Linked DNA regions of Mus musculus: regions 2, 3 and 4 are each linked to region 1. A link is a contact called in public promoter capture Hi-C data. All regions are on one chromosome and are shown on one strand. Each heading gives the region's core, a stretch centred on a gene start, on an enhancer-like site or on the middle of the called end of the contact. The rest is flanking DNA. Distances are from core to core; before and after follow the strand shown.

What was found. Promoter capture Hi-C pulls out the DNA fragments that hold promoters and counts their contacts.
Region 2: a promoter capture Hi-C map of pre-B cells shows a contact between it and region 1. The contact joins the promoter of Lrrc40 here to the promoter of Tyw3 in region 1. A contact is called at or near these places in 3 of 39 promoter capture datasets (cranial neural crest, liver and pre-B cells) and 2 of 484 Hi-C or Micro-C datasets (CD4 T cells and pre-B cells).
Region 3: a promoter capture Hi-C map of pre-B cells shows a contact between it and region 1. The contact joins the promoter of Ankrd13c here to the promoter of Tyw3 in region 1. A contact is called at or near these places in 3 of 39 promoter capture datasets (cranial neural crest, liver and pre-B cells) and 3 of 484 Hi-C or Micro-C datasets (B cells, CD4 T cells and regulatory T cells).
Region 4: a contact with region 1 is called in a promoter capture Hi-C map of pre-B cells. The contact joins the promoter of Cth here to the promoter of Tyw3 in region 1. A contact is called at or near these places in 2 of 39 promoter capture datasets (cranial neural crest and pre-B cells).

What each region holds. Positions count from the first base shown.
Region 1 is chr3:154,595,612-154,598,473 of GRCm38.p6, forward strand. It overlaps Tyw3 (tRNA-yW synthesizing protein 3 homolog (S. cerevisiae)), which reads right to left and starts at 1,487. Exons shown (of 6, transcript NM_172474.5): 1 at 1,242-1,487. The coding sequence starts at 1,415. Cryz (crystallin, zeta) reads left to right here and starts at 1,100. Exons shown (of 9, transcript NM_009968.4): 1 at 1,100-1,673.
Region 2 is chr3:158,035,193-158,038,054 of GRCm38.p6, forward strand. It overlaps Lrrc40 (leucine rich repeat containing 40), which reads left to right and starts at 1,490. Exons shown (of 15, transcript NM_024194.6): 1 at 1,490-1,684. The coding sequence starts at 1,534. It overlaps Srsf11 (serine and arginine-rich splicing factor 11), which reads right to left and starts at 1,414. Exons shown (of 13, transcript NM_001379531.1): 1 at 1,324-1,414. The coding sequence starts at 1,413.
Region 3 is chr3:157,945,485-157,948,346 of GRCm38.p6, forward strand. Ankrd13c (ankyrin repeat domain 13c) reads left to right here and starts at 1,516. Exons shown (of 13, transcript NM_001013806.2): 1 at 1,516-2,472. The coding sequence starts at 2,043.
Region 4 is chr3:157,923,653-157,926,514 of GRCm38.p6, forward strand. It overlaps Cth (cystathionase (cystathionine gamma-lyase)), which reads right to left and starts at 1,411. Exons shown (of 12, transcript NM_145953.2): 1 at 1,214-1,411. The coding sequence starts at 1,378. It overlaps 1810013D15Rik (a long non-coding RNA gene), which reads left to right and starts at 1,556. Exons shown (of 6, transcript XR_867796.2): 1 at 1,556-1,694; 2 at 2,451-2,594.

The DNA of each region.
Region 1 (2,862 bases), core at 237-2,736:
TGTCTGGCATAACAGTGGAGCTTGGAGAGTCGTGTCTCAGCTATGTAGATATAGGGGAAGCATTATAGGACAGCTACTCCAGAAGCTGAGGCAGGAGGACCACAGGTTCCAGGAGTTCTTGGTCTATTAAATGTGTTCAAGATCAGTCTATGCAGCTTTGAAAGATCCTGTTTTAGAAGGTTTAAAAAAAAAAAAAAACAAAAGGTAGGGAGGAGGCTGGAAGTTTCACTCAGTGGTAGAGTGTTTGCTGAGCATGATCGAGACCCTAAGTTCGGTTCTCAGTACTCTGCCACTCCTAAATGAAGAACAGGAACAAGACAAAGACAAGTAACTAAAGAAAATAGTTCAATCTTGGCAGTTGGTTAAAATGAGGAAAGGATTGCAGGTTACAGAACAATATAAATTTGGATTTTCTAAAGTAAATTCTGCTTAAAAATGAAAATATATAAAATATATATCATATTCTATTATGATTATATTTTGTATAATCATAATTATAATATGTTTTCATTATAGATATTTTACACATAGTATATACATATATATTTATACATTTATAAATATATTATACATATATGTGTATGCATCCCTCATATGCATATACATATGAATGTGTTGTGAAACATGGCTTGGAGAAGAGACAACAGTGTTTTGGAGACTCGTCTGAATAAACCCAGGCAGGGCAGTTGTAGAAGAGGTGTGGGCAGCTAGCTTGTGAGCAAGAGTGTCCATGAACAGAACGGGAGTGGTGGAAGCAATATAAACATGAACAGACCTCGATAATCTGGGACTTCAGTACGTGAAGAACCAAGCGGAACCTAGCGACTTTTAACCAGCAATATGGGGCCAGGCACGATGAGAAATGTTGGAAATAAATTACCCTATTTCACGTGTTGTCTAGTTATCCTGTGTTGTGGGACAGGAAGAGGATGAGAGCGTGCAGCCAGGGGCTTTGACCATGTATCTACAGTACTGTTTCATTTAGAGCTAAAATGCCCAGGGCTGTAATAATGACACCGGCCACCAGGGGGCAGCGACCCCTTAACCTTCGGGCGCCCATCTCATAGCGACAGTGATTGGGTTAGCGCGGCTCGAGGGCGAGCGTGACCGAAGGGACTTGGAGACTCGAGCTCCTCCAGCGCTCTGTAAATCCAATCCCCAGCCTTCGCCACTTAAGCTAGCTCCACCATCACCCGGAGGACGCATTAGCATTGCACAGCCTCCCCCGGCCCGGGCCTCACCCCGTCCAGAAGGAGGATGCGCCCTGCGCAGGAGCTGGTGGTGAAAAACTCTTCCCGCGAGTTCAGGAGCTCCACCACCTCCACCGCGTCCTCGTCCACACTGCCCTTGCGGCTAAGGTCCGCCTTGCTCAGACTCTGCGCCTTCCACCGGCCGAACTCCGCGCTACGGTCCATGAGCGAGCGAGCGAGCTGGGGTCGGCTTTCTGCTCTGGAATGCGCCTTCTTCTCCATGGGCGCAGCCATATTGCCGCCACGGTGGCCGGAGAGGACCAAAGTTCCCCATTGGCGCAACCAGGAGCAAGACGTGCGCCGCCAGACCGTACAGGCGTAAACCGAGAGGGGGAGCCTAGCGAAGTTAGGGAAAGCCAGCCCACCTCTTTCCCCACAGACCTTCTGGAGCTTAGGAGGTTTTGTTTCCTACTCTAGAGGAGGGTAAGTCACCCAGGACCGCAAGCAAGGTCCTACTCTTGTCTGCCGGGAGGCTTTTTTTTTTTTTTTTTTCTTTCTTTCAAGTTCTAGGCTCCAGGAGATCTATCTGCACTGGAGAACTGCACAGCAGGCGGCCGGTGGTTCCGACTGGGGTAGCTGCCTACTGATGCCTGGGGATTTCTGCCGCCACCCAGGCACTCGCGCCCCAACTCCGGGTTCACAACTTCCCAGGTGCAGGTAGAGGAGGTCTGTGTTCTGTCCTCCGGTGTGTATGCAGTGGGCGTTGTTATTCCTATTTTTAGACATAGTGGCACCCACCTACAGTAGTCTTCAAAAGAAAGAAGAGAGACCTAGAGAGAGTCAGAGACAGAGGGACACAGAGAGGGACAGAGTTAGAAAAACCTAATACATTGTTAACTACATCTTGCGCATTTACAGTTCCCAGAGTTCCTGCCTCAGTCTTGTGACCAGAAAAGACCTGTTAATGATTGAAAGTGCAGAGGCCACTGTGTGGACTTCGTGTCCACCTCGAGCCCCTGAAGCCACCATAACTCCCCGCTGGCTCCTGCCCTAGGAAATGCAGCTTGTAGCAAGCAGCATTCTGTCACACTGAAGCGGGGCCTGCCCTGTCCATGAGATGCTGCAGGGGTACAGAGTGATCAGTGTGAAAGCAAGACCGTGACAACATCATATAGCCAGAAGACTTGGACTGGATACTTTAATTTTCATCATTTATTCGTGTTTCCAAGTTAATAGTAAGCCACAAGCTTCCATGAGCCATTCTGGAACAGTGGCAGTACATTTTATAACTATGAGGCCTCTTTTTTAGTCTTCATTTAAAACTCTCTCTAGAAATCAATTTTATTTTATTTTGCTCTTTTTTCCACACCGTGTGTATTCCTGGTGCACTCAAAGGACAGAAGAGGGTATTAGATCTCCTGGGACTGGAGTTAGAATAGGTTTCGAGCCTGAGTCACCAAGTTGGTGCTGGAAAGCCAAATGAAGCCCTCAGCAAGAGGATAACAAGTGTTCCTTGCCGCTAGCCCTAACCTTGGCCCTCTGCACTTCATTAGTAATATGTCTTTCCTCTTGAGTTTGAGAGTTGACTCACTAACTCTATGTTAAGATATACATACGTCTAACATATCCCCTACCCATTTAACTTTCATTTAAACCAATGAATGAGTTTCAA
Region 2 (2,862 bases), core at 240-2,739, 3.4 Mb after region 1:
CAATCATTGCATAACCACAGTTGCAAAGGATCTGATATTTTCTTAGAGCAAAAAAACACAAACATAAATACACAGAAAACAAATTAATTTAAAAACTCATTTCTGTGATGGCTGACATGTTGATGGCTAACTATGTTTAAAAGTTAAAAATCTCTGTAGTTAGGCAAAATTAGACCTCCTATGTTAAGGACTGCTAAGGATATATATTTTTAACTGATGTTCCTGTAAATAAATTTGTTCTGCTTGAACATAAACACATTGTAATTTTGCATTCTTTGCCTTTATAAACCCGACTGAGGTGGCTGGGCGCTGCATTCTAGTGAATCTCTAAACATCCCCCAGACTCATAACCATTTCATACTGGTGAGATGGCTCTGCAGGTTGGTGGAAAAAAAAACCCACTCCCTCAAGTTGTTCTCTAACCTCCTGAGGCACCAGGGCACGTGAAACCCTATTCACGTGTGCAAAAAGAAACACTAAACTTAAAGAGGAATGTAATAGAAAATCAATTTCAGTCAAAGAATTTGGTCTGCGCTGGACACAGGATTCACGGCCCTGCCCACGTTAGGGAATTATATCCCCAGCCCTGGATAGTTGAGGGCTACTTCTTCGTTTGGGAAAATATATCAATACTTTGTAAACTCCAGGAAAAACTAAGCAGGAAATCGCTACTTATTAAATAAAATTTTCTTTTTTGTATTTACAACAAAACTACGCATTTAAATTTTCTTTGCTTTCTTTCTTTCTTCTTCTTTTTTTTTTCCTTTTTTCTTTTTTGAGACTGTTTCTCTGTTGCTCTGGCTGTCCTGGACTCGCTGTGTAGACCTGGCTGACCTCCAATTCAAGAGATCCATTTGACTCTGCCTAATCTAGTGCTGTGATTAAAGACGTGCGCCACCATGCCAGGTCAGTATTTACATTTTCATTATCCGAAGTTATTTTTAAAACTTCTTAAGACTGGATTATCGGTAAATCAGTGAAAAATGAGCTTCGTAAGCGTGGGACCAACTGCATAAGTTAGTCTGTAAGCGAGCAGGATTCGAAGTCCGAGCCCTTCACCACAGCTTTTAGCTGTCAGGTGGGTACTTAAGCTTAAGGGCCAAGCTTCGTGTCACTCGCCATCCTGTTCTCCGGGATCAATTCGATCACCGCACTGAACTCAGCGATCCCCAGGCCTGGCGCCCAGGGCCACAGGCCGCGCCTCAGGTTTCGACGCCGCCACGTTCTGATGCGACGTTGGGTAGCGCAGCCATGCCCGACCGCGCTGTCTAGGGAGCCCATGTTCCCCCCACGAGGACCTCTCAGCCCGTTAGACGCACTTACCCGAAAGAAGTTTCTCCTGAGGGCGAGGTTGGTGAGGGCAACGGAAGGGCTCGTCGGTCCTGCGGTCCCGGGAGCTGGCGGTGACGACATCAGCGCGCGCAGCTAGGGCAAGGCCCGGATTACTGTGAGGCGGAAGGGGCGGGGTTATCCAGCCATGGCACCTTGAAACGTCACAGCCGTGGTCGGGGCTTCCGGTGTGAGCTTTTGAATATGTCGCGCCAGCTGAGAGCCCCTAGGTTTGACCCTCGTGCGGGATTCCACGCGGAGGGCAAGGACAGAGGCCCCTCTGTTCCCCAGGGCCTGCTGAAGGCAGCGAGAAGCAGCGGCCAACTCAACTTGGCGGGAAGGAACCTCGGGGAAGGTGAGGCAGCGCGCGAACATCCTCTTGGTCCCCTGTGCACCCACCCGCGCCTGCTCCGTGGCCCTGCTAAGACTGGCCTTGACTTACTCGAAGTGTTCACTGAGATGTCCACAGAATACGGGATAAACATCGTAGTTTGGGAGTAAATTCGCTGTGAGATAGAGGATAGGCAGGTATTTGATTCGCCTTCCTCTTATTTTCGTTTTACCAGCTCCCCTCTGTGAGCTTAGAATAATTTTCTTTCAAGCCTAGCCTTTTTTTTTCTTCCACTTGAGGAAAATCCCAATGACAAACATACTCCTTATCCTAAGTACTAATTCAGAGTAAATGCTGCGGAGTATATGAATTTGAGAACATCCTGAGAAACCTATGAATGATCAACAAGCACAAATCTACATATTACTAAGTATAAATAAATACCTTTGTAGTGTATGTGTTTGGTAGGAGAGGACAGAGACAAAGAGAGGATTGAGAAGTGAAGCATTCTTTCTGTAATATTTTTTTCTACTTGCATTGATTAAAATCTTCCACTTCTAATAATGTACTTATGTATCTGTAAGGTTGACTAAGTAAAGACATTATGTGTATGCTTACTGAATGTGATGATTACTTGTGTCAAGTTGACACAATCAATGAGGGATTATTTAGATCATGTTCTCTATGAAGAACGTCTATGAAGACCTGTCTTGATTGATAATTGATGTAGGAAGATCTAGCCCACTGTGGGTTGTGCCATTCCCTAAGTTGGGTCTTGAATCCAAAGGTTGAGTCGTATAAAAAAGTGTGCGTGCCTTAATTCATTTCTCCCTCTGCTCTTGATTGTAGTTGTGTTGTGAGTAGCTGTTCCAAGTTCCTGCCATCTTGACTGATGGCCTGCAAATGAAATTATGAGCTAAAATAAACTTTTTCTCTAAGGTTCTTTGTTATGGTATTTTACCACAGCGTCTGGAAAGAAGAGTAGAATAGAAATTGGTACCCAGAAAGTGGATAAATCTGACTACATGGTTCCTAGGATATTTGAACTATTTTATATGGCTAGAATGTGGAAGGCTCTGGAATGTAGGTCTAGGAAAAAAGCTGAATGTTATGGGCAGAGCATAATGGACTGTGTTTTGGTTTGTTTTGTTGTTATGGGAAGTTGGAAAATAAGAATGCTGACAGAAATGTAGACATTGGAA
Region 3 (2,862 bases), core at 266-2,765, 3.3 Mb after region 1:
GGTAGTCAGAAACTGCTGGAGTTACATACAGATAGTTGTAAACTGTCATGTGGGTGCCGGAAGCTGAATCCCAGGTCCTCTGAAAAAGCAGCCACTTCTCTCAACTGCCGATCCTCCTCTCCAAGCCCTTCACAAAGACTTTCTGAAATTTGATTTCTGTGTCAATTTAAACTAATAATTTCCCCTTATGTTATATTGGGATGTTACAGAATCTCAGAATTTACATTTTTCTTGTACTAAATATCTTTAATAGTACTCATATTTTGATGTCCCTACCCATTACATACTATAAGCCTTAAACCTCAAAGTTTAAAGGGATGAGATGTTTGTTTTTTGAGAACAGTCACTTGAGGCAACCTTCCTGTATCTACTTCCCGAGTGCTGGGATTGTAAGCATATACCACCACAATAGGTTGTCTTAAAAAAAAATGTTCATGGTGTTTGATTTCACTGAAAGAACACTTAGGAGTTTTAACATCCATCAAGAGGTAGCAGCCAGTAATTAGGTACATGATTTTGGCTGCCTACCTACTATTTACTGTTTTTTTTTTTTTTTTTTAAGACTAATTTTGTGTGTGTGTGTGGGTATGCACCAGAGGACAATTTGTTGGAATGGGTTCTTTTCTTTTACCATGTGGGTCCCAGGGATTGAATGCTCAGTGGCATGTCATGTCACTGGTCCATCTACTAATTTTGGGACAGCATTCACTCTGTAGCTCAGGCTAGCCTTGAATCCATGTGATCAATCCTTTTGCCCTTCCTCAGTTTCTGGAGTGCTGGAACTTATTGATGTGAGCCACCATGTTCAGTTTAGTTTTCTAAATGTTCACAATTTCATCACACACACACACACACACACACACACACACACACACAGTGCTTTGATTCCCACTCACTACCTCGACTATTCATTCTATACGTCTTATGGCACTTTTGTTCTACACCATTTTATTTCGCTGGGTTACTGTGCAATTCCTGAATCTGATCTAAGATCCGTTTCCTACTTCCAAAGAATTTATGTCCAAAATTCCAAACTGTATAACTAGCACTCTGTGTAAAAACACCAAGGACCTCCAACTTCAATATGCTAAATTTGAACTCATTTTTAAAGGAGTCTTAAGCTTTTTCCGGATTCACTGTATCCCAGAGCATGCTTTCATCATCTCTCACCCGGGTTACTGCCCACTTATTTAAAAACAATTACTCCATTTCCTCAAGTAAGCATCCTCCACATACTTTAACTCTGACGTTTGTCCCAAATACACTCAACTAACAGCTGTTTGAAAAATCCTCCATTCCCGGTGTAATAAACAGCCTTTGAATTCCAAAGTCAGGCCCTAGATTCCTCCAGGATAACTGGCCATCTCTCCTCGCCTACAGCCTTGCCAGCCTGAGCAAGTCCTTGCACAGGTTAGGGAACCCAGCAGAGTCTTAGCGAGTGTTTACTGAAGGTCCAGCGCAGCTGAGTGACGTCACGTCCGATATCCGGTGGTGTCTTCCTACGTCGTTCTGAGGGAGGTTGACAAACAGGGTTTCAGCCTTTAAGCTAGAGTTCGTAACTGCCGTTGACCTCCTCCTTTACGAAGGCCCAGAGCACCAGGTCAGAGCTCTGAGTCTGGGTCTGAATTCAGCCGCAGGGCCCGGCCCAGGGTGGAACCCTGTGCGAGAGGAGCGCGGGCGCTGCCCGGACCCTGACCCAAGCGCAGAAGCGGCCCTCTAACACTCCGCGGCGGCGTTTCCTCCGAAGCTCTCGCGAGAGGAGCCGGGGAAAGATGGCTGCGCCGGGTCTTTCCGAGTGAGGAGGAGGCGGCGGCGGCGGCGCCGGGCGTCGTGCGGTCGTGGTCTCTTGAGCTGCGGCTTTCCTCGTCCGAGACGAGGGCCGCCGCCTCCGGGAGATGCGCGTGTCGCGGACCCGCGGTCGCCCCGGGAGTTCATGCTGCGTGCTAGGCTCGCGGCCGCCGCTCTAATCGCCCGGCGCCGCCGCCGCGCCGGCTCGGCCCGCGGTGAGCCTCCCGGAGCCTGTCCCGCGCGCCGCGGCGGCTATGACCGGGGAGAAGATCCGCTCCCTGCGGAGGGACCACAAGCCCAGCAAAGAGGACGGGGACGTGCTGGAGCCCTGCGAGGAGGAGGCGACAGCCGCGCTCGGCGGCGCCTTCACCGGGGGCAGAAGCGGACCGGGCGGCAGCGGCAAGGGCGGCAAGGCCTGCCATAAGATCTTCAGCCACCACCACCGGCTGCAGCTGAAGGCGCCCGCCGTTCCGGGCCCCGGCGTTCCGGCCCCGCCGCAGCACAACGCAGTGACTGCCACCTGCCCTGCCCCGGCCTGCCTGGGCGGCAGCAACCCCGCTTTAGTCGCTGACGGAGGCGGCTGCCCCTCGCTCTACCCGGTCCACGAGTGCGTCTTTAAGGGGGACGTGAGGAGACTGTCCTCGCTCATCCGCACGCACAATATCGGACAGAAAGATAATCATGGTGAGCTTTGCCTAATTTCCGTCCCCTCGGAGGTGGGGTGGGGGTGACCGTTGGCCTCCGGGTTCCCGGTCCCTTCTCCCGCACCGTGTTTTCCTCTGGCGGAAAACCTCGAGTCTTTTCAGGTGCAGCGAGCGTGCCAGGGGTCAGGGTGCAGCAAGGATGTTTTCTTCTTTTCCACCTGAGCATTTCGGGACAGGTTGCATTTTCTCTGCGGCAGTCTTTGCGAGTGCCAAAAGGTCGGGCTATCTCACATCCAGGCAGGTCTTCTGGGTTTTAGGGAACGTTTCCTTTTTCCCTCCCTCCCTTCTTGCCGGTCTTCACCGCCCAGGTACGCGCAGATAGATGTGAGTTTTTATCCGTCACTGACCTCGTGCTGTAAACACTGGTTTT
Region 4 (2,862 bases), core at 161-2,660, 3.3 Mb after region 1:
TCAGTTACAGTGCAGCACCATGGAGTCAGTTGCAGAAGGGAGGGGTTCAAGATAAATTAAATCTTATAACCCTATTATCTCAGCTATCTCAGTTTGAACACTTGAGACCTTAGTTCAGGCTAGGATCCTTCTTGTTAACCTTCAGTGAGACTCTACATGTAACACACATAGATTTTAAGTACGCACTTGGTACATAAATACACATTAGCTATTAACTGAACATACCGACTGAAACTAATCTTAATTCTAGGATTTTCATTGTTTAGTGTGTGAGAGAGAGGAGAAAGAGAAAGAGACTGAGGGGGGAGGGAGGAAGAGAAGGACAGGGAGAGAGGGACGGAGTGGGTGAAAGAGACTGGGGACAGAGAGAAGAGAGGGAGGGGGGAGAGAAGGAGAGAGAGGGAGAGTGCAAGCCTTTGGGTGCATCAAAGAACAACTAAGGTGGTGGTTCATGCCTTTAATCCCAGCACTTGGGAGGCAGAGGCAGGCGGATTTCTGAGTTCGAGGCCAGCCTGGTCTACAAAGTGAGTTCCAGGACAGCCAGGGCTACACTGAGAAACCCTGTCTCAAAAACAAACAAACAAACAACAAAAAAAAAACAACTACAGGAGTTGGTTCTCTCCTTCCATCCTATAGATTATGGGATTGAATTATAGTAGTCAGGTCTGGTGACAAGCACCTTTATATACCTGCTGTAATAAACACCATGCCCAAACCAACTTGGGGAGGAAAGAGTTTTTTATTTTACTTCCATTTAACAGTTCACCATGGAAAGCAGTTAGGACAGGAACCTGGAGGCAAGAACTAATGCAGAGGCCACGGAGAGGTGGCTTCTTACTGGCTCGTTCACCCAACTTCTTATAGAACGCAGGGCCACTAGCCTGGGGGGGGGGGGCACCCACCATGGACTTATCCTCCCCCATCAATCTCTAATTAAGAAAATGCCTGCTTGCAGCCTGATCTACTGGAGGCATTGTCTCAATCGAGGTCCCCTCCTCTCTCGCTTGAGTCAAGTTGATATAAAACTAGTCAGCACGACTGCTGAGCCATTTCACCAGCCCAAGAGCCTTCATTTTTCAAAGTAGGACTGGCTGCAGGTAGCTTCGATGCTACAGAATTCAACAACTTACAGTTCTGGTTTTTAACTGAAAATCGCAGAGAGCGCATGTCCCGAGCGCTCCCACAGTCAGCCCAGCCCTGCCCGGCTGCTTACCGAGGACTGGCCCGGGAAGTCCTGCTTAAATGTGGTGGCCAACGAAATGGGCAGCACCACGGCACGAGAATTCCATTGCTCAGGCTCTTGTCCCACGTGGATGGCCTGAGTGGCGAAATGCTGGAAACTAGGCAGGAAGCCGCTCAAAGAGGCGTCCTTCTGCATGCTGGGGCAGGAGTGCGAGGTGTTGCTTTGGCTAAAACCTTCTGGACTTTGGCGCTTATATCCAGGGTGGGGAGGGGCCGACGCAACCAATCATCGCTGGTCCCTAGGCAGCGGCCCTGCTTATTGGTCGGCAGTGGAGGTGTTGCCCCGATCGTTCCTGCCCCGCCTCCCAGTGGCACAGAGCAGTGCCCACGTGGGACACCTCAGCACTGAGGTGCAGCACTCAGCCCAGAGATCCCCTTTGTCTGCAGGATAGGGACGCAACCTCCAGCAGCCTCGCGTGGCCCCAGAGTTCCGGCAAGGGTCACGCAGGCAGGTGCTTCCCTCGGATCTGAGGACCGCCACAGCTGTGCCACCAGCGCCCGCGTCTCTACTCTGGCCAAGATCAGGCCTTAAGGCCCAAGCTTTGCTCCCAAAAAGACGTAGCTTTGACCTAATTTTACACCTTGTCCGAGAACTGGGGAATTTAAGGAGTTTCTGTACCTGGGAAGTCGAACCTAAAACTTTGTTTTTTTTTTTGTTTTTTTTTTTTAAGATTTATTTATATTTACTTATTATTATATGTAAGTACACTGTAGCTGTCTTCAGACACACCAGAAGAGGGAGTCAGATCTCGTTACGGATGGTTGTGAGCCACCATGTGGTTGCCGGGATTTGAACTCAGGACCTTCAGAAGAGCAGTCGGGTGCTCTTACCTGTTGAGCCATCTCACCAGCCCGAACCTAAAACTTTGAAACACTGTTGAACGAATTTGGAAGGTGTTAAGGAATAAACAACTGATTTTAAAAGCTACGGTTTGGAAAAGCTACGAAGAGCAAACACAATCAGTATGCTTTTCAAATTAGCTCCAGACACAATCACCTTCCAGAACCAAGTGTACACTGCCAGAGGCACAGGGGAAGCGGGTAGCCTCTGAAACACTAACGGGTTACCATGCTTGCTTGATTAGTATTTCTCCTTTTAAAGTATGTTCTCAGCCTGAGTATATTTTAACGATGTGTTTGTGTGTGTGTGTGTGTGTGTGTGTGTGTGTGTGTGTGTATTGCACCACATGCATACTTGATGTCTACAGAGGTCAGAAAGGCTGTTGGATTCCCCTGGAACTGCATTTGGAAACAGATGTGATCTGCGTGTGGGAGAGAAAGCCAAGCCCTGGTGCTCTGGAACCAATGCTCCTGCGGGCAATGCTCTTGCTCCCTGAGCCATCTCTAAAGACGTAAGTACATTTTGATGAGATCACAGAAAACACCGAGGAGTAGAAGGGCCTGAAACAGTTCTGAGTCCAGTTCTAAGTACAGTTGGTAAGCCCTGGGTTATACAAACATGGATGTTTTCTATTTGTTTGTATACTTGTCTGTTTATCGTATTTGAGAGTGCAGAGGAATGTGTGGCACACCCATAGAGGTCAGAGGACAGTCTTCCACCTCCCTGTTGACGCAGGGTCTTTGCACTGCTTACCCCAGGCTAGACCACCCAGGAGCTTC